2 separate regions of the Capsicum annuum genome follow, and region 1 is linked to region 2. Evidence: chromatin contacts called from public Hi-C data. All regions are on one chromosome and are shown on one strand. Each heading gives the region's core, a stretch centred on a gene start, on an enhancer-like site or on the middle of the called end of the contact. The rest is flanking DNA. Distances are from core to core; before and after follow the strand shown.

Region 1 (5,586 bases), core at 907-3,406, 180 kb before region 2:
CAGTACTTCCTCCATTAGATCCATGTCAAGGATATCTGGCTTGAATCCGACCCCATTTCCAGTTATGTGATGCGGACCTGTATAGTTGATCGTCACAAGACTGTTAGCAATCATTATTTTTAATAACACCTGTAAATTCGATACTTCATGACTACAAGGTTGTCACAGACAAAGGGAAAATAACCTGGTTTTCCTCCGTTCAATACATTGCTTTCAGTTGGCTCGAGTCCATATATCTAGCAAAGAGAAGATAAAATATAAGAATGGTGTTATATGTACTTTTAGCGTTGGATTAACTAAGACGATCTTAAATGGAGAGAGACGTGGAAAATTGGTGTACTTATTGGTTGGAGGAATCAATAGTAGTACATTGATTGTATTGGATTTACCTTGACATTAGGATTTTTGGTTTTCAGATATTGTCCAACACCGGTAACAGTGCCTCCACTCCCTATTCCCATGACAAATATGTCAACATTACCCAGAGTTTCTTCCCATATTTCAGGTCCAGTTGTATCGAAGTGAATCTGTTTTCGGTATGAAGCAGGTGAGAATCCAACAAAGTCTAGTAAGAAGGGTAAATGAGATGATGATGGATAGCTAGGTACCTGCGTGTTTGCAGGGTTAGAAAATTGTTGAAGCATGAAAGCGTTAGGCGTAGATTCCAAAAGTTCATAAGCCTTCTTAACAGTGCCTCCCATTCCTTTGGTTGGATCAGTTAGGATTAAATCAGCTCCAAATGCTCTCATTGTCACTCTCCTTTCCGTGCTCGTGTACGAGGGCATCGTCAAAACCATTTTGTAGCCTTTCATTGCTGCGATAAATGCCATACTGATCCCCATATTTCCTGACGTTGGCTCAATCAATGTTGTCTGGTACAATCAAGAAGCATGTCAGAGATAACACATACTACAGGAGTTTTAAGTTCTTCCACTAGTTAAAGACGCTCCATGAATGGACGAATCGCGTTAACTTACCTTTCCAGGCGATATCAAGCCTTTCTTTTCTGCATCATTGATCATTGCCAATGCTGGTCTGGTGCATAAACAAGCAAATTCTTATTCTTAAAGCATATATAGTGGAAGCACAGAAGTGATGTACGCATAAGCTATGTCGCTCGGACTAGTAAAAAATGTCAATGGGTGCGCGTTGGATTTGCCAAAATTAGTGCATTTTTGAAGAATCTGACACGTATGCGGCATAAAAAATGAAGAGTCTGCACAACTTAGCACATAAGACTTAAAGAGTACAGCTTTTGTACCTGTCTTTGATGCTAGAAGTAGGTTGAAACATCTCCTGTTTCACAGCTATATAAGCTCCACATCCTTCTGTCACTTTGTTAAGATAAACCATAGGTGTTCTCCCAATTAGCTGAAAAATTGAGATTTTAACATGTCAATTTATCACATAATAAGACGAGTTGAGTATCTTTGAAATTTCGTCTAAACGGACTTGTTTGAGCTAGAAAGAAACATAAATGCCATAGCCAAAAAACAATTTCAGCTTTAACTCTGTAATTCTTTATATATTCTTAGTTAACACTTGAAAATTGAGTAGAAAAAGTTGAACTGACTTGAGAAACTTGAGACTTGATGTTAGTATGAGGAAGTTGTAGTTTGGGAGAATCAACTAAAGGCTCTGTAGTGAACAATCTGTTGCTAGCTGCTCTGATCAAATCAGCATTATTATTATTATTGCATAATGATCTTTTTTTCTTCAAGAATCTGCTTAAAGTTGCCATTTGATGAATTCTCAAAATGCTCACAGAAATTGTCTTCACTTGTTGGAAAAAATGCAAAATAATTGCAATTCAAAATTTTACATAAAAAGAACTCTTTTTTTGTGTGTACCTTATAATTTGAAAGAAAGATAGGACACTGGACGCCTTATTTATAACGAAAAAGTTTTGGACTACTTCGCTGTACATTTTGTTTGGACTATGCTAAAAAATGAAAGGTGGCAACACAAATTGCCAAGTTGTAAAATAGTAGAGTGACATGTTTGTTTCCATTATATTGCAATACGGATTTAAATTTGATGGGTTCAATCTTTTACACAACATTGAATCCGATCCATTACGCGCATTCAACCATTGTGTTTATATTGCATTCTTTCCTAGTCATATGATTTCTCTCATACTATTCCATCTAAAAAGAATGACAAAATTCTATCCTCCTTTTCAGTATTATGTACGTTATGTTTTTTTTGCATCGGGCAGGATAGTGGCGAGCTGTGATGATTTTTCCAACAAATTGAATTGGGTACTAAAGATTCGAAAATAAAATTAGGATATAGAAGTGATTCTCAAAAATAAAACGTTTTATTATTAAAATTCAAAGAAGGGGATCTGGGACCCGTGATGGCTAATTGAAATCAGTCAGAGTCAGTGCATGAATCTCTTCTTCTTCTTAAAAAGCAAAAACAACAGGAAGAAAAATGTCAGTGATTGCATCATTTCGATATTTTAGGTAATTCTAACACATTAAAAAGAGTCTAGAAGATTTCGTTGTTATAGTATTAGTCTTGCAATCTTGCTTCGAAATTTTTTCATTTAGAGCTGTGAGTCCATCGAAATTCAAAAATAGCCTCTTTACTCCATAAAGATAGGGCCTATAGGGGTATAATCTGTGTATATCTTGCCCTATTCTGATTTTACCTAAAGAGTCAGAAGAGATTTGCTAGAGGAGTGAAATTATAATGTAGTAAGGTTAGCGTAGAATATATCCTTCCCAAACTTTACTTTAGAGATACACCGGATATATTATCGTTGTTGTACGGGGAGTGAAATTATTACTATTATATAAGATAGTATTTTGGTTCCAAACTTTGTTTGATGATTTAAATTGATACAAAAATTTTGAGCCTTATATTTGGTCATGTTATATACTTATGCATTAGTCGTTTCAATCTATCGTATCGTTTTAATTTGTTTAATTTTATTGATTTTGTCACTATTCCCAATTGCTCGTTGTCAAGTGATGCATGCATAATGTCATTTTTTGACAACATTTTGCAGGGAGAAAATGTCTCTACTTAAATTTGTTTCATTACAGACAAGGCAAGAAAAAGAAAAAGAAACGCCATTTATTCTGAACCATGAATTGAAGATTGGATCTATATGGATTTATTTGCCTACTAAATTCATAATTTGTATGGATAACTTGTATTCAAACCAAACGAACCCTAAGAGTGTGAAACAGAATATTAGAATTAATGGTGACACCAAACTATTGGAAGAAGATCAAAAGATAAGTAAGATGAAACAAAAGGAAATCATAGTTACTTAGCATTCTCTTGTATTCTCTTAGGATTCTTGCGTAGGATTCTCTTAGGATTCTCTTAGGATTCTTTTGTACAAGAATAATTAGTCTACATAGTTCTCTTAGGATTCTCTTGTATTCTCTAAGGATTCTTGCTTAGGATTCTCTTAGGATTCTGCTTTTGTACTTATATATATATATATATATATATATATATATATATATATGATATCAAGATGATTAAAACACATAGAGAAAATTCTTCACAAATTTCTTCATCTTCTACATGGTATCAAAGCTATAGGCTATTCTAATCTTAATCTCTTCCTCATTCTTCTTGTTCAACTCTTCTACATTCCAAAATGACAACAATTCCTGAGGAAACCATCACTTCTAATGTCACTGTAGACAGTGGATCTCAAGCTATAGATTCCTGTAATCCACTCTTTCTTCATCCATCAGATTCACCTGGCATGAATCTTGTCAATGCAATTTTTGATGGGCATGGTTTTGTTGGTTGGAAACGACCTCTTGGTATTGCACTCTCAGCTAAAATAAACTTGGATTCATAGATGGGAGTTGCAGGTCACCAGCTTCTAATTCTGCTTCATATAACCTTTGGAATCGTTGTAATGACATGGTTACTTCCTGGTTGCTTAACTCCCTCTCAAAGGAGATAACGTCCAGTGTTCTTTACTCTACGACTGCTGAAGGTCTCTGGAATGATCTTGAAGATAGGTTTGGCCAGTCCAATGGGGCCAAACTCTATCACCTGCGAAAAGAGATCAATGATTTAGTGCAGGAAAATAGTGACATAGCAGGTTATTTCACTAAACTCAAGCTCCTTTGGGATGAGCTTGATGCTCTGCATTGTTCTGAAACTTGTATGTGTGATTGTTCATGTGGGGGGAAGGACAAGATGTTGAAGTATTTTCAAGATGAAAGGATAATTCAGTTTTTGATGGGATTGAACGATACTTATGGTTCTGTGAGAAGCAATATACTTATGATTTCTCCCCTTCTTAATGTGAACCTTGCTTACCCTCTTTTGATTCAAGATGAGAAGCAAATAGAGATCCATATCAGCCTTCAATTCCCTACTGATTCTTCTTCCTATCTGGCTGTACAACAATTAGGTCCCAGGTCTCAAAACCATATGCCCAAAGGTAGAAAGAACAACTTGGTCTGCTATCACTGTAGGAAACCAGGACATACTGTTGAAAAATGCTACAGAATTATCGGGCTCCCTGTTGATTTCCAATTCATAAAGAATCAAAATCAAAATCAAAATCAGAAGTTTCAAGTAGGGATCAAGAGTAATGCAGTTCTTGGAACACCTAATGCGCAACACACTGCATCTTTTGAAGGAGGTGGGAACCCTTTCACACCTGAACAAACTACTAGCTTGCTTTAACTACTGAAGAATGCTGAGCTTGGTAATCCAGGAAATTTAACTTCAGATGTCGCTAATATGGTTCAGTGTGCTGGTAATATTTTCAATAATCATGTTGCTTATTTCACTTACATGAATACTGATTCTTGGATCATTGACTCAGGTGCTTCTCAACACATGTCATATGATGCCAATTTTTTCTCCAATATTCATCCTTTGCCCTTTCCTTTTTTTATCAGTCTTCCTAATTCTTTTAGAGTAAAAGTCACATATGGAGGTTCTATCACTTTTTCCTCTAAGTTAATTCTTCACAATGTCTTATTTGTTCCTTTATTCAAAATCAATCTAATTTCTGTCAATGGTTTCTGCAAATAATTTCAGTGTTTTCTAAATTTTTCGTCTACTCATTGTTTCATGCAGGACCCTTTAGTGAAGATCCCTCAGGTTCTTGGTCAATCTAAAAATGGAATATACATTCTTCAATTCTCTGTTTCTGCAGTTTCTACATCCCAGCGTTCCTCAGAATAACTTAGGATCACTTTTCAGTTTTCCCATTCCAAATTGTAATAATCTTAGTAATTCAGTCTATGCAAGCTCAAATTCTAATGTAAAACGGTGGCACATTAGGTTAGGGCATTTACCCCTTTATGCAATGAAAACTATGAATTTCCTTTCTTCTTCTTCTAATTTTTATTGTACTTGTGATATTTGTCCATTAGCTAAGCAATCCAAATTACCATTTCCCCTTAGTTCTATCAAAATTAAGCATATATTTGAGTTAATTCACATTGACACTTGGGGTCTGGATAGGTCTCCTACTCATGATGGTTATAGGTATTTCCTTACTATTGTTGATGACTTTAGTAGATGTACATGGACTATCTTCTTAATACTAAAAACAATGCCTTCTTCATGCTCAAACATTTTCTATCT
Region 2 (5,510 bases), core at 1,045-3,544:
GTCTTGCACGTGTAATATTTGATTATTTAAAATTAAATTAATTTATCTATTGCAGAGATTTTTAATGAAGTGTAAAAATTTAAATTACTTTGCATAGATTCTTCACACTTTAATATAATAACGTAAACATAAACATAAATATTTTACTGGTTGATGGGTCATCACTTTTGCATTTTTCATGCAACATCAATTTGAATCGTATAAATGGTACGCTTTTTTTTTCTATATTTAAAATCTTTCCTTGTTTTTGAAATCAAATCTTTACAAAATCGATTATATTCTTATTACATACTTAAAACTTTTAAAAAAATTTATACTTCTTAATTTTTTATTATTCTAGCGCTTTTATATTTATTTCTATATTTTTTAAATTTTCTTAAAATCGAATTTAGTTGATTTAGAATTCTTAAACTAAGCGAAAAAAGTATTAGTTGTCATTAATTCTGATGAATTTTAATAAGGAAAGATTTTACCATAAATATATTTAATTAATTTTCAACTCTTAAATATTAAAGAAAAATAGTGAAAAGACAATTTTGTCTAAAGTGCATTTGTCACGCAATACCTTTTTCCCTTGTTGTCAGAGGCTTGGAGAGACGCATCAATTTGAACCATATTTGTGGTACGATTATCTTTATTTTTTCTATATTTAAAATTTTTTCTTATTTTTGATGTCAATTCTTTAAAAATATTTAATTTATGTCGTCGTCTATAATTTTTTAAAAAGAGATGTGTAATTAAGCTTCAAAAAATTGAACTATTTTAGGAATTTAAAGTTTTTTGTTGGTGTTTATTTTATAACTTAAATATATTAACGTGAGAAACAGGTATACCAACCTAGTAATAATAAAAGTATTGGAACGTAAACTAAAGTAGTAGTAATAAATTGTAAAAGTAAAATATTAGTATCATATTCTTTATCCCTACAATTCCTTTATCCCTTTAAAACCAAAAAAAAAAAAAAAAAACGAAAAATCTTTATCCCTTTACGCTGTCATCAATTTTTAATAAAAAATTAAGAAAAAATAATAATAGTTAACGATTAACCTTTTCCTAACACACAAACGGGACTGACACACACTTAAAAAGCGGGAAGCCGGAATTAAAATAGGCCATGAAATTAAAAAAAAAATCAAAATATGTTATTTATATAAAATGTTACAAAAATATAATTGACGTTGTTAGGCACAAAATCAAAATGTATAACTCACTTTTTAAGTGAATTCTGCAAAAATAAAATGCATAACTCACTTTTTAAGTGAGTTATTTATTTTTTCATAAAGTCTAAGACCATCAGCCATATTTTAGTAATACTAATCTAAGAATACGCATCACACGCGTGTATCTCATTTCTATGAGTTCACTTTGATAGTATTATTTTTTTTAAAATACCAAATTAATAAATAAATTAATGATTTAAACGCATACATGTGCCTCACACGTGGAGCCTTTGCTTAGTTAAAATTAAAATTTAATTATTTCAACATGTTAAATATTAAGAAAATAATAGATTGAAAATTTAGACCCTACAAAATTAAAATTATTGCCTATTCTTTGGTCCTCTTTTAATTTTTTTTGGATCAAATCTATTTTAATTGAAAATGTATCTTTGTTATAAAAATTTAACCGAAACAGAAAATTTGTAATTTTTTGGATCAAATCTATTTAGACCCTACAAAATTAAAATTATTGCTTATTCTTTGGTCCTCTTTTATAATTTTTTTTGGATCAAATCTATTTTAATTGAAAAAGTATCTTTGTTATAGAAATTTATCCGAAACAGAAAATTTGTACTCCCTTCGTTTTAAAAAGAATGACGTGATTTAACTTGACACAGAATTTAAGAAAATAAAAAAGACTTTAAAATCTTATGGTCTTAAATAAAAGATACTTTAATCCTGTGGTTTTAAGTATGCCACGTTGAAAGTTAAAGATAAAAAACTGCTAAAAATGGAAAGAGGTCATTCTTTTTGAAATAGAAGGAGTACATGTTTTATCTTTTTTTTTTTAAGAGACCAAGCCTATTCTAAGTGAAAAAAAAATTTTCATAGGAAAATAATCATAATAAGAAAAACTTCTTCTTTTAAATTTTAATAAAATATTTAATATTTCTTGAAAAGACTATTTTATCTAAAGTAGAGATTTTTAATGAAGAGCAAATAGTTTAAATTATTTTTTTAAAGATTTTTATGCTTTTAATAAATTATAAATTATAGATATAGAATTATAAATATAGATTATAGATATAAATATAAATTTTATATACTCTCACATATTTTGGTGTTTTCTTTAATTTCATGACCTATTTTAGTTCTGATTCTAAAAAGCGGGAATACTTGACCCGTATTCGGCCCACTGAAACGCACCAAAGGACACTTTTTCTTCCCACAAGCGGATAATAGTAAAACCGCTATCTCACTTCCTCAGCAAGTCATTAACACTACAGCTTTACTGGTTTCGCCGGTTTCTTTATCTAAACATCTTTCTCTATATAAGCCACTCTCTCTCTTGGCGACGAATTTCAATAATTCTCGCCGGAACTTGGACGTTATCTTCACCGACCTCATAGCTCTCATCGCCTATAAGTATTCCGAAATTCAACGAATTTTTCTCAGTTGATCCGTTTCTTTGATTGTTAATCTGATTTAGCTTTATTCAGTAATAAATTGAGTTGATTTGTTTCTTTGGATCTGTCTTGTGTATGTAGGTTTATTACGTAAACTCAATCTCTGTCTATAGGATTCTGTATCTGTATCTCTGTCTATACGATTGATTCTGTATCTGTGAGACTGTGACTGTTTATCCTATTATTATTTAATGATTCTATTAATTCTATCTCTGTCACGTAAATTACATTCGCTTTTATCAAAATTGAACTTTGCACTGTTTCAAATTTCACACACATAAGCATAGACACACAGGGATACTATAAGTTTTCTTCAAGTTTCTCTTGATTATGTTTAGCAGTTTGCATGTTCTAAAAGTACAAGGGATGGTTTCATTGGAACAGATGTGATTTGTGATATGTAATTGCTTTGAAACCTTGTGGTTTTATCTCCTCTATGTTGCAAGTAGCATGTTATAAGAATTCTAAGTCCTGAATCCTGTAAAGAATTACTTGATTTTATACTTGCTATTCTTGTGCATTTTTGGTACCAGAAGTTTGCAGAATTGTATTAGAGTTCAATAGACTTATCATATGTATTGAATTTGACAATCTGTTATTCAAAGAGTGTGATGCTCTTTTAGCACTTAACCTCTGATTTCCTGTGTTTTCTCTTGTTAAATCCCTCAGTTTCAATTTCTGAAAGATGGCAAGTAATGAGGAAGCGGAGGAAACTGCTCCTCGTGGAAATGAATGGGAAGTTGTATCACTCACACAATCAGTATATTCTGCTGCCCCTGGTCCGAAGCAGGTTGAATCGAATGTTGATAATAGCAGTAGTGCAAAGTATATAGCTGAAACTTCCCAGGCGATGTTTATGTCTGGACACTTTGTCTTTCCACCAAGCCAGCATGAGAATTTGCCATTGGAACCTGATGTCGATGAGATCCATTATGAACCGGGAAGTGACGATGCTTCTCCGGAACTTGTTGCTAATGAAGGGGGTAAATCAGATATTTATGAAGGAAGTACAAAAAATAAAGGGTCGAGCACCCCAGAATTTCCCGGTATTCAATTTTGTGATGAAAAGGGTAACCAGTTATCTATTGGTGCAGAATTTGAAGAAGATGCAGCCCTGCAGCGCTTAAGTTTGCTTGACAAAGAGCAGAGTTTCTTTGGTATTGCTAACTATAGTTCATACCAGAGTGAAGAATGCATGGGCCCTTCTGCAACAACAGATGAAACCAACGTGCTTGATGAACCAGTTGAACCCATTCACCAGGGCTTAGAGTCAGACAATTCAAATTTGCCAAAGACAAAAGACGAAGATGATGCCGCTAACCTTCCTTGTCAAGCATGGTGGAAAAGAGGGACTACTTCCCTAGTTGCCCATGCGAAAGACGCAAATACATTATGGTCTATTTTCATTGCTGCTGGTGTTATGGGCATTCTGATTATTGGTCAGAAGTGGCAGCAAGAAAGGTGGCAAGTATTGCAAATGAAGTGGCAGGTTGGACTCCACAGTGAGGTGAGTTGTTGCTGGCTGTTGAAAAGTAATTGAAATTGGTATTCACATTGAGTTGAATATTCCATCTTTGTCTATCTGCTAATGAGATTTTCTTTTTTAAGAAAGGAAAATGCAGAAAAAAACACCTAGACTCACTTGTAATACTTCTTGTACTGGGTAAAGTATTACAAGTAGCTCAAAGTGGTCTTTTCTGCATCTTTTATTGATACCTTCTGAAGAGCGGTGTTGCTTAATAGTAGTACTTGCCAATTGGCCGACGGTTAGAAAATCTAGTGCATTTAAATGAGATCCAACTGATAAAAATGTCTTCAACTTTGCTGCAGCCCATTGTCTTAGTCAACATTCTCAAATACCTCATTAGATTTCCTCTCTCCTCCACCCCCAAGACCCCAAGTAGCCTCTCTTCTCTCCTATGTCTGTTATCATTCATTGGTCTCCGGAGGTCCTTGATGTCTTATCAGTTAGGCACCATTACTAAAGACTAAAGTTGTTGTCAGGAAGATGTCTTTTGAATGCACACTGAGGCCTGTACCATTTGTAGCGTATACTTGTGCAAGCTCCTTTTCACAAGGGCATCTCATTATATTCTTTCATGACCTACTGTTGGCGAAAGTGCAGTTGCTTATGTCTTTCTTGTGGTGAATCTGGTACATACAAATTTTGTTGACAAACTCGGAAGAATTAGTCTTTCCCCTACAATAAAAAATAAACCATTTTGCAAATCTTACAGTTGAGTTGATTTCTTCCTGTTATTACTGGTATATAATTGTCTTTAGATCTGTATGTTAGAGATCTTTTCTCTCTGATTCTATTGGGTGCTGCAGACCCCTGCAAGCTGCATTTATTCATTACCATCTATTTTATTTCTGATTAAGTAGTTTTTCTCTCTTTGGAATATGTGAACTCCACTATCCACCTGCCTCAGAGGGGGATGGAATATACTTATAATGCAAAGCCTCTGGTTACACCGTACAGTCTTTATATTTTTAGATGGTTTACAATTCTTAGACCTGTATATATAATAAAGAATTAGGGAATAAAATTATTGCACTCTTTATTTCGGCGAAATGGTGAGATCCTTGTATGATTTTGAATGGTACCATATCATTCCGACCCGACAATTAAATGTTCAAGGTTCTTAGTAGTTAGGATTAGAGTAGATCATATATTGGAAGTTAGTATAATTTGTGCTAAGGAAGTGTACAAAATTTTTTCCTCCCAGGCGCGTCTTTCGAGGAAGTCCACTTTTAATTTAAAAGTAGATCTTTTCAGATAAAGGGGCCCATTCCGGCGACTATGGCCGGAATTATATCACTGGGGGATAGTAGCATATACTACAACGCAGGTTTCAAATCTTACGAAATCACTAGGTGCAAA

The links. Hi-C and Micro-C count contacts between places; a contact is called where the count stands out from the background.
Region 1: a Hi-C map of leaf shows a contact between it and region 2, with 4 times the contacts expected there. The contact joins the promoter of LOC107839203 here to the promoter of LOC107839200 in region 2. A contact is called at or near these places in 5 of 5 Hi-C or Micro-C datasets (bud, leaf, pericarp and 1 more).

Annotation. Positions count from the first base shown.
Region 1 is chr8:145,573,031-145,578,616 of UCD10Xv1.1, reverse strand. It overlaps LOC107839203 (bifunctional L-3-cyanoalanine synthase/cysteine synthase 2, mitochondrial), which reads right to left and starts at 2,156. Exons shown (of 10, transcript XM_016682597.2): 1 at 1,574-2,156; 2 at 1,262-1,371; 3 at 978-1,035; 4 at 609-872; 5 at 390-527; 6 at 185-236; 7 at 1-77. The coding sequence starts at 1,741.
Region 2 is chr8:145,394,025-145,399,534 of UCD10Xv1.1, reverse strand. It overlaps LOC107839200 (ATG8-interacting protein 1), which reads left to right and starts at 2,294. Exons shown (of 4, transcript XM_016682594.2): 1 at 2,294-2,585; 2 at 3,296-4,133. The coding sequence starts at 3,312.